Regions from separate parts of the Dromaius novaehollandiae genome. Here region 1 is linked to region 2. The links are chromatin contacts, called in public Hi-C maps. All regions are on one chromosome and are shown on one strand. The core of a region is the stretch at or near the end of the contact, and the rest is flanking DNA. Distances in the headings are between cores, read along the strand shown.

The links. Hi-C and Micro-C count contacts between places; a contact is called where the count stands out from the background.
Region 1: a contact with region 2 is called in a Hi-C map of brain, with 4 times the contacts expected there. The contact joins the promoter of OSBPL8 here to the enhancer-like site in region 2. A contact is called at or near these places in 2 of 4 Hi-C or Micro-C datasets (brain and ovary).

Annotation. Positions count from the first base shown.
Region 1 is chr1:38,999,639-39,002,492 of bDroNov1.hap1, forward strand. OSBPL8 (oxysterol binding protein like 8) reads right to left here and starts at 1,345. Exons shown (of 24, transcript XM_064509287.1): 1 at 1,089-1,345. The coding sequence starts at 1,266.
Region 2 is chr1:38,800,218-38,803,368 of bDroNov1.hap1, forward strand. NAP1L1 (nucleosome assembly protein 1 like 1) reads right to left here. Exons shown (of 15, transcript XM_026100303.2): 4 at 2,988-3,090. Among named protein-coding and RNA genes, the nearest start is that of PHLDA1, 19 kb to the left of the region's middle. Within about 2 kb of position 1,369, at least 1 of the 2 cell types and tissues checked has open chromatin away from gene starts, as enhancers often do.

The DNA of each region.
Region 1 (2,854 bases), core at 95-2,594, 200 kb after region 2:
TAGACATTAAACAAGCATCATCAGGGACTCAACTGTGTAATATTTAACGCATCAAGCATTGATTTCTATTCTATTTTCTGTGATTAAATTGAAATAACTAACTCTAAGAAAATTTCCAGATGAAAAATAGCAGTTTTAAAAGGCTTCCTGTCCTCAGATCCAAAACAGACAAGCAGCAAAACCTCACATTAGAAACATCTTCAGCCACACACACTTTGGTATTAATGGTTTTCCTCCTCCTTTTAGAAAATGAGTATTAATGGTTTTCCTCCTCCTTTTAGAAAATAAGCTCTATACAGCAGCCCTATAAAATATGATTTACGAAGACTGTATTTCAAGGAAACGTTCAAGACACATATGAATTGACACCGAGTATGGCAAAAAAACGTTGCTAGACAACTTGTGAGCACACTTTTTTCCAAAGTGAGCCATTTATAAGGCCTGCTCATAAAGATACAGAGGAACAGCTGGCAGCAGTAAGGGACCAGTTACAATAACAGGGATTTAGGCTTCATTCCCCAGGGAGATTACTTTCCCAGCGTGAGTGGAAGAAGATTACTGACAACCAAAGGAGTGAAATTTTAGCTGCATCTGGTACTTCACACGACTGCCTCCAAGTTGTGGTTTGTGGATCCTTGTGGGTTGAAGGTGCACGGACGGTAATTAAGAGCAACTCTGTCATGAAGTAGGCTTAAGTGTCCTATTAATGCCCTGCGATGCACGGCTTCACTACAAAGCGTTACTGGTCTGAAATAGGGGATAGTTTTAAAACGCCGCTGCGCCTTGACAGCGTGGTCGCAGCGGGCGCGCTAACTCCCCGTTTTTCGGTTTCGGCACGCTACCGGTCCTCAGTTTCAGGGGGACGGAGGAGCCCGCGCGGCCCCGAAGCCCCCCGCCAGGCATCGAGCAGCCTCGAACCACGGCCACACGCACCAGACCGCGGGCACCGCCGCCACAGCGGCGCCCCGCACCGACGGCGAGAGCAGCCGCGCCCGCCCGGCCCAGCCCGGCCCGCGGGGCTCCGGGGCACCTCCGGCTCCCGGCGCGCCCGGAGCGATGGGGACGCAGCCCCGCGGCCGCGCTCTCACCTCGGTGCCAGCGGGAGGCGCGACGGTCGGCGGAGGCCGCTGCCGGCCGGGAGCGCTCCGCTCGCCGCCGCCGCGCTCCGCCCGTGGCGCGCGGCCCCGCTCGCTCGGCCGCCGGCGCACGCGCGCGCGCCCCCCTCAACTCCCACCGCGGTGCAGAGTCGCCGCTTGATTCTCTCATCGGCCGCCGCGCCGCGCCCCCTCCGCGAGCCTGGCGGGCGCACGCGCGCCCCGCCCAGTCACGTGCCTCGTTAGCATTGGGGCCGCCCCCGTCGCTGAGGGGTCGCGTGCGCTCTGCGGCTTCGCTTCCCCCCCCCCCCGCGGCGCGTGCCCGCTCCCGCGGCGCGTGCCCGCTCCCGCAGCGCCGCCCCCTCGCGCGGGCCGTTAGCTCGTCCCGCTCCCGCAGCGCCGCCCCCTCGCGTTCGCCCCTCTTCCGCAGCCCCGCCGCCTCGCGCTGGCCGTTAGCTCGCCGCTGGGCGCGCGGGCCTGTGTCTGCGCGAGCGGGGAGGGCGGGGCAGGGCAGGGTGAGGGGGCTTTTTACCTGTACCTCTCCCAGCTGATGCGCAGTATTTTCATTGCTTTTGCCCTGGGACGAGAAAGGAGACTTCGTAAGACTGCAGGGCGGCTTTGCTGCTGGTCGTGTGCTGTCATCGACTAAGCCGCAGGCCTTGAGTGTTTTTATCTGTGTGACACCTGGAGGTGCTGGCAGACCTACCAGCTGTAGTCGGTAAAATCCAAGTGAGAGGCTGGACAATTATCAGTATTTTTTCCACAGAATAACTTTTGTCCATTCAGATACAGTGGTCTAGAAGCTAAACTCTGAGCCTCAGCCCCTTGCTGTTTCCTATTTCCTTCCAGCACAAAGAAAATCCTCTGAAGCAGTTTTGAAGGAGAGAAGTCCTGTATATCAGGCTGACTTTGGTGTCTCCATCCCTCCTGCAATATGAGGTCAGTTTCTCATCCACCTTCATCCATAGGGGCAGGTCCTAGAGGAGGAGATAGGAGACTCTGAACTTGCCCCTTTTACCTGCGGGAGATCCTACCATGGCTCAGGATGATGGCTTTAATGAGTACCTGGAAATGTATAACAAATATTCTTAGGCCAACAACATGTTTTATGATAAGACTGAGGTACCAGTGCGGGGCTAAAAGAAGAAAGCTGCTATAAGGGAAGCTGTGGGAAGTATAATTGTTTTAAAGCTGGGAAGCACTGAGGGACTGAGGTAGGAAGGAGGATTCAAAGATCATTCCAAAACAAACAAAAAAAGCACAATATAATCTGAAAGGCAAAACCAAGACATTCTGGGGGGATAGTTGGAGGGAGGCCTAGCTGGGAGGGAGCTACTGAAGTTCATGGTGTTGGATTTTAATTTTTTGTTATAAGCAACTTTCTTTCAAGGAGCACTACTCCTTCAAGTAGATACTATAAATTGTACTGAATGTTGGAAATAGTTCAGTGATAAATAGCATAAAAGCATTGTAGTAATCATTAAGTGTGTTGTAATAATTTAGGCAGCAAAAAAAATAGTAAAAATGGAAGTAAAATGTTCTCTGAATAAAACCCATAATTCTACAAGTGAGATGGTCTTCAATTATTATGCCAGGAAGAACATCATTTTGGAATTTTTTTTTCAAAATGTGCCCCCTCAGAGCAGTTTTAAACATGTCATTGGTAGTATAACACCACAATGAGCAGCTTTCATATCATGTTGTCATATTTAAAATAAAATGAATACATACCTCACAGTTCTATCATCTGCCAGCTGGCA
Region 2 (3,151 bases), core at 119-2,618:
CTTTAACATATTACTTATCATTCCCAAAGTGAGCAAGAGCTGCTTTGCTAAATGAGCTACTGTGTCATACATATTTACCAGGAAAGTATTAAAGCAATCTTCATTGTAAATACTTGTCAGCTGTAACTAAGTTTTACTTGTAGCAAGCTACACTAATGTAAACTTACTGTCAGGACAGAAAGCGCCTACATTAAAGCTTTTAGTGAGATTTATGGGGTAGATTGTGGACAGTCTCCACTTCCCATTAGATGAGTCAATCCCCAGCACACGGCTACAGAAAATTATGTCAGTGTCCCATATTTGTTTTATTTAAGCAGTTGGGCTATGTTATTAGAACACAGCCCTAAACAATTGCTTTTTATTATTAGGGCCAGCTTCAGGTTAGTGGAAGTAACCAACAAGAATGCGTTAACTTAGTTAAACACTGAAAGTTACTATTCATTACTAATGCTATCATACCTCTATTAAGTAGGATATGCACATGTTCCAACATCTTTGTTTACTTTAAAATGCAGACTCATTCTCCCTAACAGGTTTATGCTCAACATGAATATACTGTCTCTGGTTACCAAGACACTACACAGATCAACAATAGATCAACATCTACCTTGTACTTTTGCCCAAATCAGAAAGGTATGTGCTGCAGGTACTACCAAAAAAAGCTCAAGTTTAGTCATGACTGTTCATAAAAGATTTAACATTCTCATTACTCTCACATTCTCCCAGCCCCTAGTCACCTTAATCCTTTGCCACAATTCTGGCTTCAAGAACAAGCCCAGAACAAATCGCAACTTAAGTATCATGTTCAGTCAGTTAAGGAAAAAGTGTTACAAATAAAAATAAAACATAGGTAAGTAATAAAAAAAAAATCACCCAATTGATGCCACATACATATATTTAGACTAAGAGTACTGGTTCTAGCAATTGCAGATAAAAACAAACATGAAATTTTTAAGATGGTAGTGCCATACATGCAGTGTGTTCAGTTCTAGTTTGCCAAGGTAATAGAGGTTAACCCCTTTATTACAGAACATATGACGTGCAACAGATTCTAGAGACAGCTACATTTCATAAGAGTCTATGCCAACTAGTTCAAATTTCAGGATCTATACATCCACTACCTTTATAAACTCCGTACTTTAAAAGGAAAAGTAGTTTCATGAAAGAGACAGCTACTACTAAGTACATCTAAAAGGGGAAAGCAGACCTAAAGCCTAAACAGGAATGTGCAAGTGCAAAATGGCAAGTATAACACGGCTCCGAACACAAGCCAATAATGACTTAAGATCACACAAGAATAAACCTCCACCAAGCAGCTGAGGGAATTTCAGTCAGGCTTAGGTGAAGAGGTATGTCATTTGATAGCTGCCAAACAACCAGCAGATTTTAAGCAGGAGCAGATGTTTTGCCAGAACCTGTTTAGTTTCCGACCAGCTTATGCATCTAGTTCCTTAACAGCCCACATAACAGGCTTTTAAGACTTCAGACTGCTGCTGACTTCTGTGCCATCTCCGTGTCTAGACTCTAGATAAATAAGCTTAAAATAATACTTGGAAAGACATTGAAGAGATACCTGTAAAACATGGTTAAACCTGCATGCACGTGTTGACAAACCACAGACTCAACAAGCTGCATACATTTTTCCAACTTCTTCCACTGCAAGTTAGGTATTTGGTACAGTGACAAAGTTGCTATGTTTTTGTAATAGATGATGTGCTACTATACTTGAACAGATGAAGAAATGGTATAATATCTTAGAGGGAGCAACTGAATAAAAGAATGCCATGTAAATCAATAATACTTGTTTTATTCACTTCTTAGATCAAGGACTTGAAAGATTAGTAAAAGTTAATTAATATCTGTTGAAAAACATAAGAAAAATATTGGATGTGGAAAGCCAACAGCGTACAGTATGTTGAACAACAGAAAGAACCCTGTATACAGATCTCAAATGCAGTGGGTGATGCTGATAAGCATACATTTAGAAGTTCGTTGCCAATTCCACCTTCCTCTGCCAACAGAAGACAAAACTCCACTCTTCAGCAGATTTATCCATATCAGTGGTAGCACATACCACACTTCAAAGTTATTTCATACTAGACAGAGCTTGAGACATTGCTCCTTCACCTCACTCAAAGAATTAATTATAATTGATATAGATGTTTATCTACATCAGAGAGAGAGGGGAAACAAGGAATCCCTTTGACTCCATGCCCTTTCTTGTACTGATATTTATTAGGGGAGCCTATTAGCCAAACAAGCTTTTCTTCCATGCTACTACCTATAGTAAGAGGGAAAAGTTGTAGTAGTAGTAGTAATAGCAGCAGTAGCAGATAAGCCTATTACTCAGTAGCTGCCCCAGTTCAAGTCAATAGGGGCATAAGAGTATTAAAGGAAGATAGTCATACACTCTACAGCTCCTGTGGTTTTGATGAAAAGCTTACACACAACAAATTACGTAAGAGGCAGAAATGCTACTCTTAATGCAGATGGAGTAAAATATCAAGACTTGAAACAATTTTGTTTGCTACAAAAGCAGTCCACATGAAGCACCAATAAAACACTCCTAATTTTACCAACTTTTCTGGTTACACGATAACCACAAGATGATGGGATTAGAAACATTAGGTCCCTAAGTACTTGCCCATACTTAAACTGGTGTTTTATGATTAAGGCAAAGCTATGAAAGACACTTCAAATAGCAGGAAAACATCTTAAAGAAGGATGCCATTTTGTAATAATAGGGAATAGCACTGGCCACTGTAAGTATTTTAGTGTTCATTTCTTCAAAAGACCCAAGTAAAAGCAAAAAATGTAAGTTTTGGTCTCTTCAATTCCAAAATTCACTACAGACTGACTACATCAGTTTTTCTGCCATCTGGGAAGCACAGTAGTTTATGATTATTAGTACTAGAGACAATATTTTTTAGGAAAGCAAAAGCACTATTTATGCCACTCTGTTTATACCAAATCAGAACACATTGTACCTCTCTATATATCCTGTAGATGTTCCTACCAGACCATCAAGTCTTTCCTGAAGGGCTGCAAGAATCTGAGGATTTTGCATCATCTGCACAGTCAACTGCCGAGCTAAAAAAAATAAAAATAAAAACCTGTAAATGCAAAATGCTTTGGACTATCCAAGGAAGTT